Regions from separate parts of the Mus musculus genome. Here regions 1 and 2 are each linked to region 3. A link is a contact called in public HiChIP or PLAC-seq and promoter capture Hi-C data. All regions are on one chromosome and are shown on one strand. The core of a region is the stretch at or near the end of the contact, and the rest is flanking DNA. Distances in the headings are between cores, read along the strand shown.

Region 1 (2,748 bases), core at 1-2,500, 90 kb after region 3:
ACATCCCAAAGAATATCCACTGACACATTAAGCCGTGGTGATTTCTGAGCAGGTTCTAGGTAATTTGATTTTTTTTTTTCCTTTACATTTCTTAGTGTTTCCCACCGAGGGAATGAGGTTGCTTTAGGAGGGAGTCAGGTCTCTTTCTGAGATGCCTGTGGCTGTGGGAGGAGCCGCTAACAGCAAGGCAGTCTACACACTAATCAGTCTACACACTAATCAGCAAGGGGGCTTCTAGTTCTGTGGGCCAAAATTCCTGGAAAGTCCGCCCACCATGCCCTGTGTGGGACTCACCTGTCGGGCACCACCTGGCACAGCTGTAGGGTTGTCAGCCTGCACATCTGCCTGCAGTGCACAGCAGTGTAGTGTGAGGCTCCCACCCCCAGCACTGCAGAAGGGGAACTCCGCAGGGAAGTTCCAGGCCTGATGCCTGAGGGCAACGAGCAGATCCCGGGGGCACAACCTATTTTGGAAGGATCTTGGCTGCCAACATGGATTGGGAACTGGCACAGTTCCCACTTTAGAGGGTGAGAGGGGACACTGGCAACATAGGAGGCAGACATCAGAGAGGGACTCCATATGGTAACAGTGTGGTGATAGTAGGCTCTGGGTCCAACCCCAGCTCTCCATCGCTCGATCATGGATGGCCATATACCCTATGCCACTCTTCTCATCGAGAGGTAGAGCCTGTCTCTAGATGGCTGAGCCTTGGACTCCCACATGGCGCCCGGCTGTCAGGGGGGCCACCTGAAAGAGCAGAAGTCATGCAGAGGGACAACTTGTCAGCTGGGCACGTTCAGGGTTCAGAACCAGTAGCCAGGCCCGGGCACACCTCAGAGTCAGGAGACAGGATAATGGCAGCAGGCAGTGCTCAGCCAGAGCTGTATGAGGCCAGCTTCGCCTTGACAAGTCAGAGTCTTGGCTTTCTTATCCTTACGCAGGGAATGCTAACTTGGACGGGCAGCATCTGAGACTCAACAGGCTGGTTTTGGAGCTGAGGAAGCTTCATTCTCTGAAGTACAGGAACTATTAACACTTCCTGCAACTGGGGAGGGACCTTCGAACAAACAGCCCCTGTTCCCAGTGACTCACCACACAGGTCGGCCACACCAGCGTCTCAACAGACAGCCTCTTCCCCACTAGTGCTGTCTTTGTTGGAGGGACCTTTAAAAGCCAGCCTCCCCCACCTCCCTCCAGCATCCAGAGAAGGACCAGGACCTCCTCACCCACAACTTCCCCATCTTTCCATGGTGCTTGCAGACATGGCCTTCAAAACCAGGCAGACACCAGCACTGTCAGCAACCTAACGGCTGGTGGCCAGGCTGGGAGGTGGCCCAGTGGGTACAGCGCCTGCCTTGGAACGTACGAGGCCCGGGGCTGGATCCCAGCACTTGATGGTGGTGCGGGTCTCTTCTCAGACAGCAGAGGCAGGAAAATGAGGGGTTCATTGCCATCCTCAGCTATATTGAGTTTGGGGCCAGCCTGGAATACATGAAACCTGCCTCAAAAATAAAGGGTGAAGGGGGCAGGTTTGAGATGGCTCAATGGGTAAAGAGGCCCGTGACCAAGTGTGACAAACTGAATGTGAATTTCATCCCTGGGACCACCCACATAGAAGGAGAAAACTGACTCCCACAGTTGTCCTTTGACCACCACATAAGGTGCTGTGGAATGTTTATGAGTGTGCACAAATACATACAAATAAATAAATACAATTTAAAATTCTAAGGAGTAATGCCGGGCGTGGTGGCGCACGCCTTTAATCTCAGCACTCGGGAGGCAGAGGAAGGTGGATTTCTGAGTTCGAGGCCAGCCTGGTCTACAGAGTGAGTTCCAGGACAGCCAGGGCTATAGAGAAACCCTGTCTCGAAAAAAAAAAAAAAATTCTAAGGAGTAGACATCAGGGTTAGAGAGATGGCTTTATGGTGAAGAACATGAGCTGCCCTTCAGACGACCGACCGGGGTTTGGTTCCCAGCAGGCACACGGTGGTTTGCAAATGTCTGTAACTCCACTTTCAGGGGATCCTCCTGCTTCAGCCCTCCGTGGATACCAGGCATGCAGGAGCTGTACAGACAGACATACATGCAAGCAAAACATTCATGCACATAAAATAATTTTTAAGTAGAGATCCTCTGACATCCACAGATAAAGCAGGGACAGCGTACCCACAGAGGATGAGGGCATTGCGGAGAAGCAATGAAGAGATGCTGTCTGGTCAGCAAGGAGAGCTGAGACATTCTCAGTGAAATGCAGGTGGTCCAGGGAGCACAGCAGCCACCAGGGCAGGGAGCATGGAAGCAGTCAGCCACCCCAAAAGCACCGAGGTCAGAGGAGGGCTTCACAGGGGCATGCGCTTTAACCCAACACTAGGGAGGCAGAGGCAGGGATCACTATGAGTCTGAGGCTAGCCTGGGCTACACAGTAAGTTCTGATCAGGAAGGGCTACAGAGCGAGACCTTGTCCCCAATATAAATAAATAAGAAAAGTTTTTTAAAAGGAAGTTTAGGGTTGGAGAGATGGCTCAGCGGAGAAGGGCACTTGTTTCTCTTGCAGAGGACCCAGGTTTAGTTTCCAGCATCAACATGGTGCCTTATAGCCATGACTTCAGTCCCGGGGGTCCAGTCCATGGGCACCAGGAACACATGTGGTGCACGTGCATACATGTAGGCACATCCACATACCTACAACAGACATAAATCTGTAGGAAATGCCGACACACGCCACACACGGCACAGATGGACCCTGAA
Region 2 (2,722 bases), core at 181-2,680, 100 kb before region 3:
TGTGTAACGGACAGTCGTGAGCCTCCATGTGGGTGCTGGGTATCAAACATCAGTTCTCTGCATGCTCTTAACCATGGAGTCATCTCTCCAGCTTTCCCATTAAGTATTTTTGGAAGAAATAGCACATAGATAAAGTCCGCCTCCCCTTACATCGCCATGAGGCAGTTTGTCTAATTGCTGCTGTCACAGGTTTGGTTATGGCGCACAGTGCCTGTTACAAGGATAGTTCTTAGATCAGCCCCTTCCACCTTGGAGTTTTTGAGACAGGGTATTCCTGTGACTAGGCTGGCCTCAAACTAAGAAATCCGCCTGCCTCTGCCTCCCAAGTGCTGGGATTTAAGGCATGCGCCAACACACCCAGCCCTAGATCCAGCTTCTTAAATGTTCCTACTCCTGTCTCCTTTTTGCCCAAGATATTCCTAAGCAATCCCAGACATGTGGGCATATAAAATAGACATACAAGGAGAACATTTATTGATAATAAGTCATAGTTTATTTTAAAACAATCTTTGCTGTGCAGATATTTTTACTATTTATTCGAGATAAGCAAATATGCACACCAAAAGATGGATATGCTTGTTTGTCTAGTACAGTTGAGTCCAAAGATAGACTGTGTTTTGATATTACCTGCCGAGAGGTGGCAGTAGGAAATATTAGGTCCTTGTTGTATGTCCCTAAACCATGGTGTTTCTATAAGAGCAGAAACCGTTGTGCGTGCGTGCAGCAGAAACACTGCGTAGCTCACAATAGCCTTTGGTGTGAGCTGAGGGGCTGTGAGCAGCACCGTTTAGCATTGCATGATGCAGTGGCATGCATGGTGAATTGCACGTGTGCGCTCAGCCGAGTCCCACACTGTGGCATGGCCAGCACTGCCAGCACACCGTGGATTCCTTGTGAATTTATTCTTGTTTGGGTTTGGGGCCAGTGTGTATTCAGAAAGCATTGCTGCTGCTCAGCTGGTCTCCCCGGGTGTGGGCTCACCACTTCCTCTTTAGTTATGGTGCACATCACCTGCTAAAGGTTTATATTGCTTTGTTGGAAAGGCCCTCTCACCTTTTCTGGTGGGTAACCTGTGGGTGAGGCTGGTGAATATTTCTCAAGAACTTTTCACCTAGTGCCTTTAATGTGCTCAGTGCTTCTGTCCTGTTGTGTTGCTAGAGGCCCACGTGTCTCTGAAAACCTACCGAACCTTTCCCAAGGATAAGTCGATGAGCAGCTCCCTCCAGATAGTTAAAGACCATTCCCTGCTGTTTAGGCGCTTCCTATAAGCTCACGCACCAGATATGTGTCACCAAGTCCTAGAAGCTGGGGGTCGGCCCCCCGGTCTAGTTTCCCTGATTATCTAGTCCAGCATTGTGCTGAGCTAGGTACTTAACTTTGGTTGTTTGTTTGAGAACAGCTTGTTCTAGGCTTTCCCCTACCCTGAGCCAAACATGTGGACCTTTTATTCTGGTATAAACTGTGCTAGGAAATCCACACAGGGGCTGGGCCCTGGGATTGTGCTGCTCTCTTCGAAAATCTTTCAGCACAACAAACAGCTCAACCTGAAGAAAACTTAGCTTGTTTGGAAATGAGTTAAAACACTCATATTTTAGTTGCCCAATTCTCAGTTCTATTAGTAAAGCGGGTTCTTTACAATACTGGGAGCTGTTTTGTGTTTGGTTTGACTGTAAGCAGAGGGCCCACCAGGTGACTTGACTGAGCCTGGAGTCTGTCCTTACCCTAGTGTGGAATAGCTTTAGAAGTGGCCCACAGTGAGCCGGTTTTGGTAATGTCCTTAACTTTCAGTACTCGGAACGCTGAGGAGAGAGAAATGTCCAGTTTGAAGCCAGCCTGGGCTACATAAGAACCTGATTCAGAAAATAATTGGCATTGTTATTAATTCTTCATTTCCCTGCTCAGTCAAGGAGCAGTAGAAGATAATCCCGGCAGTAGACAAGTGTGTTTCGTTTAGCCTATTGATCACTGATATGCAGATTGGCTTTGCAGGAGAAAAGGTAACAGCCCTCAGGAGGCAGACAGGTGGATCTCTGTTAGTTCAAGGCCAGGCCAGTCGATACATTTGAGTTCAGGACAGTGGGTCTCTGTGAAGCAGAGTTTGTATTCTGAGTACACTGCTCTGAGTAACAGTTTAGAGTGCCTGAAGTAGGAGCGAAAGGCAGCCCTCCAGAGTTCCCTGCTGAAGACTGTAATATGCAAAGCACACATCCCGTGTTCTACAAGACCCTTTATCTACCAGGAGTGCTTCATAAATATCCACATCCAGCTGAGAAGAGCTAAGGAAGGGTAAAATGGCAAAACGACTTGCATGGGCATTGTGGATCTGGCTCATGAGAGAAAGAAGAGAGAGTAATCAAATGGGTGTGGCTGGTTATGGAAAGGGAGCTGGTTGGTTTGACCAGTGTGTGTGAAGGAGAGTGGCAGAACACCAGAGGCCTCTGTTCTCTCTCAACAATATGGCTGTAGGAGAAGACTTGTTTTATGGTTCTGAGAGGGCAGCTTCTCCCTGTGTTGTCCTGTTAAGGAATATAATTACCGGCAGGCCTGACTTATACTGCTCTCATCTAGGACCGTGGCTAGACGGGAAATTGAAGAAGTGGGTGATGTTTTATTTCCTTGTCTGATGGCATCAATGCATGCCCACAGCAAATGCTTTTGTTATTGTTTCTGTGTTTTAACTCTATTAGTCTTATGTAAGCTTAGTTCTCAGGGACTTTTCAGG
Region 3 (2,700 bases), core at 81-2,580:
CCTCCTGCCCAGGGCTCCCAGTTGTGCAGCACCTGCTGATATGTACTGTTATGGTTGGTGAGATCAAGGGGATCTTTTTCCTTTTACCCTTTTTAATTTATTTTTATTTAATGAGAAGTGGGTGTTTTGCCTGCATGTGTGCCCGTGAGAGGGTGTCAGATGCCCTGGAACTGCTGTTAAAGTTGTGAGCTGCCACGTGGGTGCTGGGAATAGAACCTGGATCTTTTGGAAGAACCGCCAAGACCCTTAACCACTGAGCCATCTCCCCAGCCATTTACCATTTTATTACAATTATTTATCCCTGTGTGCTGTCTGTGCCTGTGTGTGGAGGTCAGAGGACAGCTTCCAGGAGTTGTTCTTGTCTGCCACAGTATGGCCCTTGGGTGGGAGAGGGACAAGAAGGACATAGGTATTGTGTAGCCCAGGCTGGCCCCAGATGAGCTGTGTAGTGGAGGAGGCCGAGGTATTGATCCCCCTGCCTCAGCCTTCCAAGTGCTGGGATTCCAGGGTGCATGCCCACACCCAGCTAATATTACTGTTTCAGGGTTTCCAGCCTAGCCTTTTAATCCTCATAACTCAAGGAGACCCTTTTTGGTTTTAAAATAGATTTGCGTTTTTAACTTTGTGTATGCGTGGCATGTGGTTTCCCTGGGGCTGGAAGGACAGGCAGGCGTTAGCTGCACATGAGTACTGGGAATGGGACTGAGACCCTCCACTCTTAACCTGTTCCTTCCACAGACTGTTTATAGGACCCCGTGCTCAGAGAGGCAAACTAACTCCTGCAAGGTCACAGCATCCAGCCTGGAGCACCTACCTGTGGTGTAGGGAGCACTGAATGTGGCCGCTGGGGTGGGTGGGAAAAGCCTGCCCTAACCCTTGGCATCTGCTTGTCTAGGCTCAGGCCATCCAGGGGGCTCAGGCCCAGAGCCCAAAGCAACCAGCACAATAGCGTCCAACAGCTGGACCGCCAACAGCAGCCCCGGGGAGGCCCGGGAAGATGGGTCCGAAGGCCTGGACAAGGGTCTGGACAACGATGCGGAGGGAGTGTGGAGCCCGGACATCGAGCAGAGCTTTCAGGAGGCCCTGGCCATCTACCCGCCTTGCGGACGGCGCAAGATCATCCTGTCAGATGAGGGCAAGATGTACGGTGAGTGCGGCTGCCTAGGTGGGCGTGGCCCGCCCGCTGGCTCCACCCCCTGCTCTCTGTCCCTTGCCAGACCGGTTGGTTGGGGGAGCCCTGGCGGCTTGCCCAGCGGGCGAGTCCGGGCCGGCAGGCTTGGGCTGCGTGTGTCTGGGGCCTCCTCCAACTGCACCTCGCAAACAGGCCTGCCACAGCCCACACGCGCCCCGCCTCTCCCTAGCCCTGCCGGCTGGAGGTTTCGGGGTGACTCAGGGGGCCAGGAAAACTGGGTCAGTCCAGTGAGCCTCTGTCAGTAGTCTGTGGCCTAGTGAGGCAGCCCCAGACTCTAACTCCCAGGGCCCAGGACTGGGGGATATCATAGGGAGATTGGGGTCCCACTATCTGAACAGGCCAATCCTTGATGCTTGATAAAAACTCCACTCTTGGGACAGGAAGATGTTCTGGGGTGCTCCACTGGGTGGGGCCGCCTGCCCACACTGTACCCTCACCAATAGGAGGGCAGCCCCACGGGGTATTTTTAGACAAGGGGTTGGCGGGCGGGGAGGAGCGGTGGGGCCTGTTCTGTCATCGCAGAGGAATTTGGGGAATGTGGCAGTTCTGGGGAGGCCAAGAGGTTGGGGGGCTGAGCACACACCCTGGATGCTGACATACACCCTGTGGTATGTCTAGGCGGCCCCCACATTGTATAGCCTACTCCCCAAGATGGTCTCTGGTGTTGTGCAGAGTCCCTACCCCCAGACCCAGAGAGGATTGGGCAATGCCATAGGGGTCACTGGCACAAGGACCCAGGGATAGACCTTAACACAAGCTGTCAGTATAAGAGACATATCAGAGGTCTCCTGTCTTCCTTCACCAGAGAAGGGGCAGAGAACTTATTCCGGGTCCCCCATGATCAGGATGAAGCTAGACAGAACAGCTTACAGATAGAGGATGTGGGCTGAGACCTATCCAAACCCTCAGCCTCTGAGCCTTGCTGCCCAGGAAGCCTGTCAAGGCTTTTTCTGTAGGCTATGCCTTCCACCAAGTCCTGGAGGCAGTGATGAGGAGCCCTGAGTAGGTGTGCCCAGGCACCCGCCCCCCCACCCCCGGGTTCTACCCTCTCCCTCAGTCCTCACCGGCTCTGTCTCCCTGACTAGGTCGAAATGAGCTGATTGCCCGCTACATCAAGCTGAGGACTGGAAAAACCAGGACAAGAAAACAGGTAGAGAGATGGCTCTGGTCCCCTGTCACACCACCAGTGGATACCTTGATGGATACCTTGGATGTAGGAAGCACAGTTTAGCTCACAGGGCCTGTTCATCAGTCAGAAAGATGGGTATTTGGCTAGTTGGGCTGGGTAGTAAAACAGCCACAGTCCTGCTGGAGGTTGGCCTGGAGGAAGGATGTCAGAACCTCCTTTGGAAGGTGTGGGAGTTAACCAGGGAGGGACCATGCCAAGTGGGGAGTTCAGTAGATCAGGCAGAGTAGCAACCCCCACAGTACCCCACTTGCGTCAACACACACCAGAAAACTGCCAAGTGATGGAGTTCACACCATTCCACCTGCCTGTGACCATAGGG

What was found. HiChIP or PLAC-seq counts read pairs in DNA pulled down with a chosen protein or histone mark. Capture Hi-C pulls out chosen DNA fragments and counts their contacts.
Region 1: an HNF4G HiChIP or PLAC-seq map of pancreatic cancer cells shows a contact between it and region 3. The contact joins two enhancer-like sites. A contact is called at or near these places in 4 of 115 datasets of contacts at active chromatin or transcription factors (embryonic stem cells, epiblast stem cells, microglia and 1 more) and 3 of 9 other capture datasets (adipose tissue, liver and pancreatic islet).
Region 2: a promoter capture Hi-C map of adipose tissue shows a contact between it and region 3. The contact joins two enhancer-like sites. A contact is called at or near these places in 1 of 15 datasets of contacts at CTCF or cohesin (the NIH/3T3 cell line), 2 of 115 datasets of contacts at active chromatin or transcription factors (double positive thymocytes and embryonic stem cells) and 3 of 9 other capture datasets (adipose tissue, liver and pancreatic islet).

Annotation. Positions count from the first base shown.
Region 1 is chr17:28,250,168-28,252,915 of GRCm38.p6, reverse strand. All of the region lies in intron 2 of Ppard (peroxisome proliferator activator receptor delta), which reads right to left. Among named protein-coding and RNA genes, the nearest start is that of Ppard, 19 kb to the right of the region's middle. Within about 2 kb of position 1,250, at least 35 of the 459 cell types and tissues checked have an H3K27ac peak or open chromatin away from gene starts, as enhancers often do. A contact at or near this core is called in adipose tissue and pancreatic cancer cells, where this site is marked.
Region 2 is chr17:28,441,104-28,443,825 of GRCm38.p6, reverse strand. All of the region lies in intron 1 of Fkbp5 (FK506 binding protein 5), which reads left to right. Among named protein-coding and RNA genes, the nearest start is that of Gm22146, 4.0 kb to the left of the region's middle. Within about 2 kb of position 1,430, at least 31 of the 459 cell types and tissues checked have an H3K27ac peak or open chromatin away from gene starts, as enhancers often do. A contact at or near this core is called in adipose tissue, where this site is marked.
Region 3 is chr17:28,339,796-28,342,495 of GRCm38.p6, reverse strand. It overlaps Tead3 (TEA domain family member 3), which reads left to right. Exons shown (of 13, transcript NM_011566.4): 2 at 896-1,147; 3 at 2,278-2,342. The coding sequence starts at 946. Among named protein-coding and RNA genes, the nearest start is that of Tead3, 9.7 kb to the left of the region's middle. Within about 2 kb of position 1,330, at least 213 of the 459 cell types and tissues checked have an H3K27ac peak or open chromatin away from gene starts, as enhancers often do. A contact at or near this core is called in adipose tissue and pancreatic cancer cells, where this site is marked.